2 separate regions of the Sus scrofa genome follow, and region 1 is linked to region 2. Evidence: chromatin contacts called from public HiChIP or PLAC-seq data. All regions are on one chromosome and are shown on one strand. The core of a region is the stretch at or near the end of the contact, and the rest is flanking DNA. Distances in the headings are between cores, read along the strand shown.

Region 1 (6,667 bases), core at 2,231-4,730, 100 kb after region 2:
GACTGAGATAGCAGAGGAAGGGTGTGTCCTGGGAACAGGGCCTCAGCCCTGGGCTTGGTGGAGCTGGGCGGGATTCCCTGGAGCCTCCAAGCGCCCCCTGTTGGCCACCTCATCCATGCCCACAGCACCTCCTGCGGTCCATCCAACTCTACCTTCTTCCCATAGCCTCTTCTGGGGCCTTGGTACCAGCAGGAGAGGTGAAAAGCCTGAGAACCAGGCCCCGGACTGGGAGAGCGACCAGGAATGTTTTCAACCCCTAGAGCTGAAAGTGGAAAGAGTACTTGATCAGGAGGCAGAGATTGGTTCAGGTCCCAAGGCTACCCCTTTCACTGCTGTGTGCCTCTGGATGGGTCCACTCACACATTCCCCATTTGTCATTCATTCAACAAACATTTATCAAGCCCCTGTAACAATAGCACCTGTTTGGAGTTCTCGTTGTGGTGCAGCAGAACCGAATCCAACTAGGAACCATGAGGTTGCGGGTTCAATCCCTGGCCTCGTTCAGTGTGTTAAGGATCTCGAGTTGCCGTGAGCTGTGTCCTCTAGGTCGCAGACATGGCTCGGATCTTGCGTTGCTGTGGCTGTGGCGTAGGCCAGCAGCTGTAGCTCTTATTTGACCCCTAGCCTGATCCCTAGCCTGGGAACTTCCACATGCCGTAGGTGCGGCCCTAAAAAAAAGAAAAACAAAAACAATAGTGCCTGTTCACTGCTGCTGTGTGGACGACAGCAGCTTGTGGACAAGCTAAGCAGCTTATACAGCTGATAAGTGACAGAGCTGGAATTTAGACCCAGGTGTGAAGGGCTCAGTACAGAGCTGGTTCAGTGGACATTTGAAGACTCCCTGGTCTCTGATCTCAGCTCAGATGGAACCTAGGAATCTGCATCGTTAGGACCTCCACCCTCTGGTGGTTCTTCCGAGATGTTCTTGGACTGGACTCCGAGGAAGGCTTCAAGGGGTGGGTTCCCAACCCAGGCCTGCCTTTGGGACTTCAGTCCTGAAAGGCCTTGGCTTTTGGTGGGAATGTGAGATCCAAGGCTAGTCCTGTTTTCCACCTTCTCCGCAAGTCCTCCAGCTGCCCCCGCACTTGGCAGGCCCAGCCCCAAGGTTCCTGGCCTGGCGCCCTCATCAATTATAGATCTCCAAGGAGCAGAGCCTGTTATGCAAGACTTGTTTCTGTGAAAGCCTGCTCCTCAGAGCTAATTCTGTCCTCGGGGTGTGAGAAGGGGCAGAGAGGGGATGAGAGCTGCTAGAAAGAGCTACCATTGGGACTGGCCTGTCCTGAGCTGGGACGCCCAAAGCCTTAAAAGTCACTGCATTGTTCAGAGCCATTGATCCCTTCTCTCCTTCCTCCTGATTCCCAGACAGAACCCTAGAGACCCCTTGGGGCTGGGTTATTTGAAACCCTTTGTTTAAGCAGGTCTGAGCTGCGCAGTCCCCTGGCCTCAAGGAACACAATGGGAAACCACAGAATCACTGAGCCCCTTCCTATTCTCCATCCCATTTCTTAGCTAAGGAACCCTGAGTTTAGCAGGTGGCGAGGACCAGCCCCCATCAATAGGTTTTTCTCTGTTTTGGAAACAGCTTAACATATTTTAAATTGTAGATTTTTATAGCTTTTCTCCTTCTTCTAACTACAAGTGTAATACAAGCTTATAGTAAAATGTCAAACATAGAAATAGAGCTTTTAGAAAGTGGAAGTCCCCATGATTCTACTCTGGGAGATATACACCAAATGGTACATAATTTTTCTCTATATATGAACATATAAATATGTATTATTCATATATAGAGAACACACATATATATATCATCACTTTAATTTTGAAAGTGACTTTTAAAATAATATCCTATTAAATTAAAAAAAATTATTATAGTTGATTGACAGTGATCTGTCAATTTATCCTATTAAATTTTGTTCAAATAATTTGATGCCAATCTCTGCCCACTTGATGATTAAACCATAGAAAGCAACATCAGTCTTAAATGTTATAGTAAAAAGAGTGAAAAATTGTAAAACTTTCAAAAAAGTCCTATGCTTGTACTTGGCGATCTGCAAACGTCTCCTAAGAGCTTACTTTCATTTTTGTTAACTAATCTCTCCAAGTCTAATTTCCTAGATCAGTAAGATTAGAGGAGTTAATCAGGAAATGCCTGTCCACATTCACTAGAAATCAAGTATTTTTTTAATTTATAAATTCACAGAAAAGAATTTGTTGGAACTGAGATTTATGACATTGAACAATCTTTTTCCTTTTTTAAAAGAAAGTTTCTATATTTTTTTTTTTCTTTTTGCTCTTAGGACTGATTGTGCAGCATATGGAAGTTCACAGGCTAGGGGTCAAATCAGAGCTACAGCTGCCAGCCTATACCACAGCCACAGCAACGTGGGATCCGAGCTGCATCTGTGACCTACGACACAGCTGATGGCAATACCAGACCTTTAACCCACTGAGCAAGACCAGGGATCAAACCCACATCCTCATGGATGCTAGTCAGGTTCATTATGGCTGAGCCACAACAGGAGCTCCCTCTATTTTTCAATAAAGAATAAATGCTTGTGAAGTTCCCATCGTGGCTCAGCAGAAATTAATCTGACTAGTATCCGTGAGGACGCAGATTCGATCCCTGGCCTCACTCAGTGGGTTAAGGATCTGGCGTTGCTGTGAGCTGTAGTATAGGTCGTAGACTTGGCTGGGATCCCGCATTGCTGTGTCTGTGGTGTGGGCCGGCAGCTGTAGCTCCGATTAGACCCCTAGCCTGGGAACTGCCATATGCTGTGGGTATGGCCCTAAAAAGAACACAACCCCCCCAAAACAAAAAACAAAACAAAACAAAACCAAACAAAAATCCCCAAGAATAAATGTACACTTGAACAAGTAAAATATTCTAGAGATGTATAAAAAAAGTTTTAAAGATTTTTCTCTTCCCTCTTTCCCCCGTTTCCTCCTCTCTGAGGAATCCATGGAAATGGTCTGTGTGTCTGTCTAGTATCTTTTGGAAAAACTTTTCAGATCCACTGTCTCTTTATCTCTAGTTGAATGAGGTCCCAGGCTCAGTGCTGCCCACAGACTCTCAGGAGTTCCTGGGCTAGCAGACTTGTGGGAGGCTGGTCCCTGGAAGGGCAAACTTCAGGGTAAATATTCCCCCAGTTCGCTAGGACCCTGGGCATGGGGTCTGACCTCAGTTTCCTTGCCTGAGAAGTGGGGTAAAGGGAGTCACTAACTCAGGGTCTTGTGGGGACCACATTGCATATCCACAAAGCAGGTGCCACAAAGCATGGGGCTTAGTACGAGGAAGCCTCTGCAGTCATTACCAAGTGAGTACAGGGTATTGCATCTTCCCCAGCTGCCCTTCCTTACTGCTCCCCAGCAGGAGGGCCCCTGAAGGCAGGTGGAAAGAAAGGCTCTGTGAATACCTTGGCCACCCTGCTGAGCCCAAGGGGATGCTCTTGAAAGCCTCATGCTGGTACCTAGAAAGGACACCAGGGGGCGCTCAGCTCACAACAGGAGGGAAAACCACACCACCACATTTTTTACTTGATCGAGCTTGCTCTGAACAGTGGATTGATTATTCCTGCCTCCCTTCCTGGGTGACCCTAGTAATGTTCACTCTAAGAACACCTGATGTTGGGGGGGGAAAGTGGGCCTTACAGACTTAGTCACACCTGAGTTTGAATTCTAACTCCACCATTTACTAGCTTTGAGATCTTGGGCCAGTCTCTTCACTTCTGGGATCTGCTTTCCTCATCCTCATAAGATGGGGATAATGACACCCCCCTCAGAGATGACACATGCAAAATGCCAGCCCAGCAGGCATTATCATTTCACAATCACTTCTGTATGGCTCACTGTTGTGTGTAGCCCTAAGGGGAACCCGGTTATCCTCTCTCCCTTTGTCCCTGCCCTCGTGGGCTCAGTGCAGCCAGTCAGACTTGGCTTCACTCTGCAAAGTGAGACAGCAGCCAGAGGCCTGGAGGAGATGGCCACATTTCTGGCTTTAGTGGCCAGGGAGACGCGTCTGGTCTTAGCTGCCAGGGTGGCGTGTGCCAGATCGTGAACAAGAGGCAAGGTTTTACTCCTTAGCTTTGCCACACGCTTGCTGAGTGCCGTTGAGTAGGTCACTTCACATCTCTGGGCTTCATTTTACTCATGAGTAAAATGAGGAGCTCTGTAAGGACCTTCTCAGCTCTGATTTGATGTCCCTGAGGCCTGGGGCCTGGGATCCCTGAGCACTGGGGCTGGGGACTGCTCATGAGGAAGCCCAGCCCACTTTACTTGGCCTTTTGCTGAACCAAGGACAGTTTTGACCCCTGAAAGGAAGCCTTCCTGAGATTCCCTGGGACTTGGTGCCCACTACAGGGGGTGGCACTGCAGAAGCTTATGTCACCATTGCAGAAGGGAGAGGCGTGAGGCTCAGAGAGGGAAAGAGACTTACCCAAAGTCACCCAGCACTGTAGTGCCAGGACAGGGACTTGAACCTGAGGTTGGTGCTCTGTCGCTTACCTGCAGCTGCCTCTGAAGGCACAGCTGAGTGGGACTTGCTGCAGCACTGTCGAGGAGGGCAGAGGATGGTTTCGGCTGGAGCAGTCCTCCTAGAGAGCCTTGAAGGATGGGAAAGCATTGGACGAGGGCTTCTCAAAGTGGGTTTTGCAGAACACTGCAAGCAGATTGCAGGCAAGATGTGAAGGAGAAAAGCAGTTCTGGATTCAGTAAAGTAGGGAAGTTCTATGTAAAGAAAAGGCAGCTTCAATCACCAAAGGGCTTCCCAGAGCTTTTATCGTGTGGATGTGCTTTGCGTGTGGTCAGGGGGCAAGGAAGGAGCATTCCTTGTGCTTATTTGATCATGGAACTCTTTCCTTGCGGTATATCTTGGCAGATTAGAGTTCTTTTTTTCCTGTCTTTTTAGGGCCACAACCCATAGCATATGGAGGTTCCCAGGCTAGGAGTTGAATCGGAGCTGTAGCTGTAGGCTGTAGCCTCAGGCCTACGCCACAGCCACAGCAACAACAGATCCAAGCTGCACCTGTGACCTACACCATAGCTCACAGCAATGCCAGATCCTTAACTCACTGAGCAAGACCAGGGATCAAACCTGCATCCTCATGGATACTAGCCAGATTCGTTTCTGCTGAGCCACGACGGGAACTCCTGATTAGAGTTCTTTAGAATATCCCTTGGGAAAGGCAGGTTTTGAAAACAGAATGTTTACAGCTTTTTGATCCAGGAAAGGGAGCCCAAGGATCTTTGTTAGTAGAGTATGAGATTCAAAGGGGTGACAGCAAGGTGCAATGGGGAGGGAATCTGCTGGAAGGCCACTGGTGCCCAAGCCAGAATTTCCTAAACTTCATCCCTATCCTTCCCCCGTCCCTGCTTCCCCAGGCCTGTTCCCCAGACTAACGCTGTCTCCTTGACCAACAGAAAGGAGGCGTGGCATCAGGATTCAAGCACGTGGTACCCAACGAAGTGGCGGTGCAGAGACTCTTCCAGGTCAAAGGGCGGCGTGTGGTCCGCGCCACCGAGGTGCCTGTGTCCTGGGAGAGCTTCAACCGTGGCGACTGCTTCATCCTGGACCTGGGCAACGTGAGTCCTGCCCTGCCCTTTCCCCAGGGCCTCTGAGTCCTCCAGGCCTAGCCGGGCCTGACTCCTGGAAGTGGACACATCCACATGGACAAATGCAAAGACACAGCAGGGCAAGTCACGGGGACAGCAGCCCCTGTGCATGAGACAGACGCACCTGCAGAGACTCGGGTGTGGACGTGCCTGGCGTGTAGACTCGGACGTGGCACTTATGGGCACACACACCCTGGCACTGCATACTATAAGCCCTCGCCCAGCAGGCATGGACATGGCACCACAATGAATGCCTGCATGTGGAGACGTGGGCGTGTTGTTTAAGGACCCACCTATGTGTGTCATACCTGTAGTTGCACATGCACACTTGTATGTGGCAGTGTGTGTGGGATACACTTACCCAGGCCCACCTTTCAGATGTGATGCTTTGTACACATTTTCCCCAAATGCACGTGTAATTGTACCCACAAAAGACCATACCCCCACCTCCATCTCTACATGCAAACAGAGGTGCACACTTAGTGTAAGCTTCTTATCAGCATGTAACGGACACACAGAAGCGTGTACAGCTTTATGGATTCACAGCATGAACACATGTGTGGGAGGAACACCCAGATCAAGAAACAGAACGTCACCAGCCCCCACAAGGCCCTACATGTCCTCTTCTAGTCCCTTCATCCCCAAGGGTAACCATCATCCTGCACTCTCCCAACCAACAGCACAGCGTAGTTCCACTTGTTTCTGAGCTCCATGTACATGGCATCATTCCTTGTAATGTCTGACTTTTTGCTCAGCATTCTCTTTCTTTTTCTTTTCTTTTTTTTGGCTGTACTCATGGCATGCAAAAATTCCTGGGGCAGGAACCCACTGAACTCACACCATAGCAGCCAGTGACCTGAGCCACAGTCTTGCCAATGCTGGCTCCTTAACCCACAGGGCCACCAGGGAACTCCTGTATTCTCTTTCTGAGATCCATACACATTGTTGCTTTTAGCTATAGATTGTTCATTCTCCTTGCAATATAAGGTTTGATTGGGTGGATATGCTACAGTTTATTTATTTGTTCTCTTGTTTGTTTGTTTTTTTCTGTTTATGG
Region 2 (6,107 bases), core at 954-3,453:
CGGAAATGAATCCAACTAGGAACCATGAGGTTGCATGTTCAATCCTTGGCCTAGCTCAGTGGGTTAAGGATCCGGCATTGCCGTGAGCTGTGGTGTAGGTTGCAGACTCTGTGGTGTAGGCTGCAGATCTGGCGTTGCTGTGGCATAGGCCAGCAGCTGTAGCTTCAATCAGACCCCTAGCCTGGGAACCTCCATATGCTGTGAGTACGGCCCTAAAAAAAATTTGCTCTCTAGTATTTTTTTTAACTAGTTTTTACTGTTTTGGCCAACTGTCACATACACAAACCAGACATTTAATATCACTGGGGAAATATATTTACTGAAATTAACACCTTACTATAAGTCATACTTCAAACAAAATTTCTATGTAATAAAGTTTAACCTGTAGAAAAAGAACATATTTAAAATAAGTGAATTACTGTTATCAGAGAAGAGGAAGTTGTTAATTACAATAAATTATTAGAGAAGCATTTCATTCAATACAGTCTTCTCACTTAGCAGTATGAATTATAATCAACAAAAGTAGGACATGTAACATTTATAATGTCTTCGACACCACAGAAAACTCCCTTAATTTCTTTCAGGAAAGGAAGTTTTTCTAGTTAAACTAACTCTGATTCTGAATATCATACAAATTTGATTCCCTTTTTCCAGAAAGAGAGGACTCAAATTTTTAAGAATGCACTTGGTCCTGAGGCTCAAATTGATCTGTATTATTCATCAGATCTCTGAACCAGATCCTAAAGACAAGGGAAAAAAGTCGTATCTCACAGTTAAAATGATATTTAGGAGTTTCCATTGTGGAACAGCGGAAACGAATCTGACTAGGAACCATGAGGTTTTGGGTTCCATCTCTGGCCTCAGCCTCACTCAGTGGGTTATGATCTGGCATTGCCATGGCTGTGGTGTAGGCTGGAGGCTGTGGCTCTGATTTGACCCCTAGCCTGGGAATCTCCGTATGCCACAAGAGCGGACCTTAAAAAAAAAAAAAAAGATATTTAAAGATTACTAATTTCTTCTTGGGCTGCATTCCTCCCAGGCTCTTCTCTCCTAATTAATTTTTAACTCCTGTTAAACTTCTTTTTCCCCATTCAAACTTGGGGAAAAGTTAACTATTTAGTCACCTCTAAATTACTGTTACTCCTAAGCTCTCCCACTTTTCATTTTCCTATTCCCTTTCCCTCTTCTAACTGAAAGTTGTAGCTGTTACATACTTTATTTCCCTTCATTTTGTTACGTTAAAATAATGGCCTCTAACAATTCCAATTTCCACTTGAAATGCTCTAAAAGCTAATCATGAAATTATAAACCAATCCTAGTTGTACTAATTTGTGTTCTTGCAAATGCTTGTATCACGGAAGCATTCATTAATTAAATATGTACTGAGATGACTAATTTTGAAGAAATATTTTCAATTACCAAGCATTAATTAGTATAAACTGTTTCTAAATAAGAATGAGTGATCAGAGTTCCCACTGTGGCACATCAGAAACGAATCCGACTAGGAACCGTGAGGTTGCAGGTTCAATTCCTGGACTTGGTCAGTGGGTTAAGGATCCAGTGTTGCCGCGAACTGTGGTGTAGGTCGAAGACGCGGCTCGGATATGGTGTTGCTGTGGCTCTGGCGTAGGCTGGTGGCTACAGCTCCGATTGGACCCCTAGCCTGGGAACCTCCATATGCCGCGGGAGCGGCCCAAGAAATGGCAAAAAGACAAAAAAAAAAAAAAAAAGGAATGATCGATATTTTAGATTGAATACCAGCACCTTGTCTCCACCTCACCATACAATTTTCTGGTTCAAGTTTCTTAAAAATTATTAACAAAAATCCTAATAAGTAGAGTCAAAGGAAAACTACTCTTAGTAATTTCAGCAGACAGGAAGGCAAAAATATCTAGGATTGTAGCCAGTAACACAACAGGCCCTCCTTTTCTTATTCTAAAATAAGATACTAGCTGGGTTTAAATGGACTCCTATAGTTTATCGACATCATTCACTCAAAATTATGTGTTTGCAGTAGAACCATGTTCAAGTGGCTCCTTTTAAATATTAACTAAACTTAATACTGTTTTAACAAAGGATTTCTCAACCTCCTTTTTTTTTTTTTTTTTTTTTTTTAAATTTTGTGGCCCCGTCCAGACACATGGAAGTTCCCCAGTTAGGAACTGAATTTGAGCCACAGCTGTGACCTATGCCACAGCTGCAGAAACAACCGGACCCTTTAACCCATTGTGCTGGGCCACAGATCAAACCTACGCCTCCACAGCAACTGGAGTCACTGCAGTTGGATTTTTAACCCACTGTGCCTGTGCCATGACAGGAACTCCTCAACCTCATTTCTTGAACATGAAACATACCAATATTAAGGTGAGGAATATATTTTTAACTAGCTCTGGAAGGTGGAAAAAGTTTCTCCACTATTACTTAAGGGTGCTTCTGCTTTACTTACTTTGAAAACTCAAAAATGGGGGGGAGGGGGGAGGGAGAGCAAGAAATGTTGGTCCAGTTCAAACAGTGAAAACAGGAGTCCACTCAATACAACACCCACTAACTTAAAAATCTTGGTAATATTCTGTAATTTGTGCACAGCAGCTACTGGTGTGAATAAAATGCACTTTGTCCCATGTTTTACAAAAAAAAATTTGAATAAAATTCACATAGAAATAAAATCTCCCTTAATACCTTTTTCTTAAAGAAAAGAGTTCTACATTCAAACAAGCATCATTAAATATATTATAAAGAATTTGTAAACTAATTGCCATTTACTGGGCACTTAACGTATGCCAGGCAATGTGCTAAACACTTTACATGCAGTTTCATTTAATCCTCACTACTACCGCTATAAAATAGTGACTATTACTTTACAGATAATGAAAGACCCAATAGATAATATGCCCATGTCACACAGCTAAGTGTTCAACCTATGACTGGTTTGACAGCAAAGAACCAACTCTTAATCACTGTACTATCTGATCTCCTCCACAGTTATGAGATGCACCATGAAACTACACAGTGGTATTTTGAGACACAATCTTCCCAGTTCATTCGCTGGGTTCTAACTTAATATTCTGAATAAGCAGGATGCACTGTGATAAGAAGAGTAGATATGGATAAATGATAATACTAGTAATAACAATTCATATTCTATCTACTTAACAAAAAAGTTTCTGAAGGGAACTAACATTTGAGAGTAAACCATGTGATGATTTGCACTATCTTCCCCTATACGCTCTTATATAATCCTTACAACTCTGTGGAGTCATTAACATTATGTCCATGTAAAAACTGAAGAAACTTAAGTTTGAGGAAATTCATCAATTTGGCTGATTAACAAGGACAGTAAATGGCAGAGGTGGAACTTGAACCAAGGCCTGATTCCCAAGAATATGATTTTCTTTCTTTCTTTCTTTTTTTTGGTCTTTTTGCCATTTCTTGGGCCACTCCTGTGGCACATGCAGGTTCCCAGGCTAGGGGTCTAATCGGAGCTGTAGCCACCAGCCTACACCAGAGCCACAGCAACGCAGGATCCGAGCCGCGTCTGTGACCTACACCACAGCTCACAGCAACGCTGGATCATTAACCCACTGAGCAAGGGCAGGGATCGAACCCGCAACCTCATGGTTCCTAGTCGGATTCGCTAACCACTGCGCCATGACGGGAACTCCCGTGATTTTCTCTATCTAAAGTAGCATATCAACAGCATATATATGTAGGTTAATAAAATAAAAGCAAAAAATAAAAATCAGAGAAAGATGGAGGATAATACTAAAAGTTTTGGAGTTCCCTGGTGGCACAGTGAGTTAAGGACCCAGCATAGTCTCTGTTGTAGCATGGATTTGATCCCTAGCATGTGACTTCTGCATGCTGCAGGCACAGACAAAAAGAAGAAAAAAAAAGGTACTAAAAGTTATGAGGTAATAGTTTTACTATCAGTCCATGTAAAATTTAGTTCTAACTTCCTGGCTGTCAAGAAGAATGTTTACTAAATGCATATTAAATACTAATAACTGTTGGGTGGTCCTGTTTAAAAATTAACTTAGCTTAATGATGCTTTAACAAAGGATTTCTCCACCTCATCTCTTTAATACGAAACATATTACTTTTAAAGTGACAAATATATTTAAAATGGGATAAGCTATTGCATGAAACTCTGCAACATGCTTTTTTCACTTAACAGTATCATGGATATACTTCCAGACAAATACATATAAGAGCTAAATGGTTACTAAATGCACATTAAACACTAATCATTGTTGTGCCAAAATAGAATAACATTGTCTCTATATACTGAATCAGACATCTTCCACATAAAACTATACATATAAATGACTAGCTCTGAAATGTACAGATACAGATGTGAAGGTAGACATTTTCATATGCTCTGCTTGGGGGAATCTGAAAGACCACATTTTAGGGAAGTAATCAGTATGTCTTAAAATCTTAAAAACAATCCAAATCACCCTTTGGCCAAGCAACTCACTTAGAAGTAGCCTACAAAAACAAAAACATCAGTCCACAGGTTACAGGTACAAATGCATTTAATGCATCATTTCTACAGCAAAAAAACCTGGAAAAAAATCTATACCTTTGTCAACAGGGAAATGACTGAATAAAGTACACCCATACTATGAAATAATATGCATTTAGTTTAAAAACCATTTAGACATACATATTAACCTGGAAATAATATTCATGATTTTATTTTTTTTATTTTATTTTTTATTTTTTGTCTTTTTGCCTTTTCTAGGGCCGCCCCCACGGCATACGGAGGTTCCCAGGCTAGGGGTTTAATTGGAGCTGTAGCTGCTGGCCTACGCCAGAGCCTCAGCAACTAGGGATCCGAGCCACATCTGCAACCTACACCACAGCTCATGGCAACGCCAGATCCTTAACCCACTGAGCAAGGACCAGGGATCGAACCCGCAACCTCATGGTTCCTAGTTGGATTCGTTAACCACTGTGCCGCAACGGGAACGCCAATACCCATGATTTTAAATGGAAAAAAAAAAACATGTAGAGTTTTATGAAATAGCATACCCCATTTTTTAACCATATACACACATTGAATCCTACATGCATTCAATATGGAAGGATACACACCAAATTGTGAAAAATGAGTACATGGGCTGAGAGGGAAAAAAAGGGGGGAAATTACTAACTTTCTTTGTATATCTGTATGCTGACACTAAGCATATACTCTATTCATTGGTAATTCTCTAAAACATTAAAAGTAGAGAAAACAAAGGGGTATTAAATATTTTAAAACACTTTTATATATTTCTAATACAAACAAGAATAAACAAAGAAAAACCAAAAATCCCTTTCATAACATTTCCAACATTACTTCCACATTTACCAGTAATATAGGGAACATTATATCAAGTCACTCATGTGATCAGACTCAAAAAAAGAACAATAAAAACCCCAATAATTGAGGGTATTTTTTTCATTTTTTTTTTTTAATGGCATGACTCTTTACTGTGTTGACTTATGCACTATGTCTGACTAATCCTTTCACAACTGCTACATAGCTATTTTATTCTACACTTAGAACATAAGATGTTACTGTGTAATTTTTGCATAACTGATTCAAGACAACAAAGGAAAAAAACAACCCCCAAATATTCCAGGGGATTTAAATTCTGATCCTTATTGTTAAGATTAATTACTAAATTTTTTAACATGCAAAACACTGTTAAAAAACACCTGAGCCAAAATAGACCACTTTTGTGATTCCAATATAAAAATATATTTTAATTATCTACTAAGCGCAAAGATTTACACCAGGCTTTGACAATACAATAAGTGTGTGTGTGTGTGTGTGTGTGTGTGTGTGTGTGTGTGTGTGTCTCAACACGTGTGCGTGCATCTCAGGAACATCCCCCTTCATGGAACTCAAGAAGAGAAGCATTTTGGTTTGTTTACAAGCCCACTTGATTTGTCAATTAAGTGAACACAAAACTTTGGTAGTTAATTATACCAATCTAATCAAGTGAGTGGTCAGTTTCCTTTCTTCAACAGTGATGTAACCTCTGAAAATAATTCACTCATTTCTGAGACCTGCTTAAAAAAAAAACCTCATTTTTAAGAGATATTTTATGTTGCAGTTT

The links. HiChIP or PLAC-seq counts read pairs in DNA pulled down with a chosen protein or histone mark.
Region 1: an H3K27ac HiChIP or PLAC-seq map of alveolar macrophages shows a contact between it and region 2. The contact joins two enhancer-like sites. A contact is called at or near these places in 1 of 5 promoter capture datasets (liver), 17 of 47 Hi-C or Micro-C datasets (alveolar macrophages, blood, brain and 11 more) and 2 of 2 datasets of contacts at active chromatin or transcription factors (alveolar macrophages and skeletal muscle).

What each region holds. Positions count from the first base shown.
Region 1 is chr1:261,348,766-261,355,432 of Sscrofa11.1, forward strand. GSN (a long non-coding RNA gene) reads left to right here. Exons shown (of 18, transcript XR_002337470.1): 5 at 5,419-5,580. Among named protein-coding and RNA genes, the nearest start is that of STOM, 56 kb to the right of the region's middle. Within about 2 kb of position 3,481, at least 3 of the 83 cell types and tissues checked have an H3K27ac peak or open chromatin away from gene starts, as enhancers often do. A contact at or near this core is called in alveolar macrophages, where this site is marked.
Region 2 is chr1:261,247,613-261,253,719 of Sscrofa11.1, forward strand. It overlaps a transcript of RAB14 not described here. Among named protein-coding and RNA genes, the nearest start is that of RAB14, 4.6 kb to the left of the region's middle. Within about 2 kb of position 2,204, at least 5 of the 83 cell types and tissues checked have an H3K27ac peak or open chromatin away from gene starts, as enhancers often do. A contact at or near this core is called in alveolar macrophages, where this site is marked.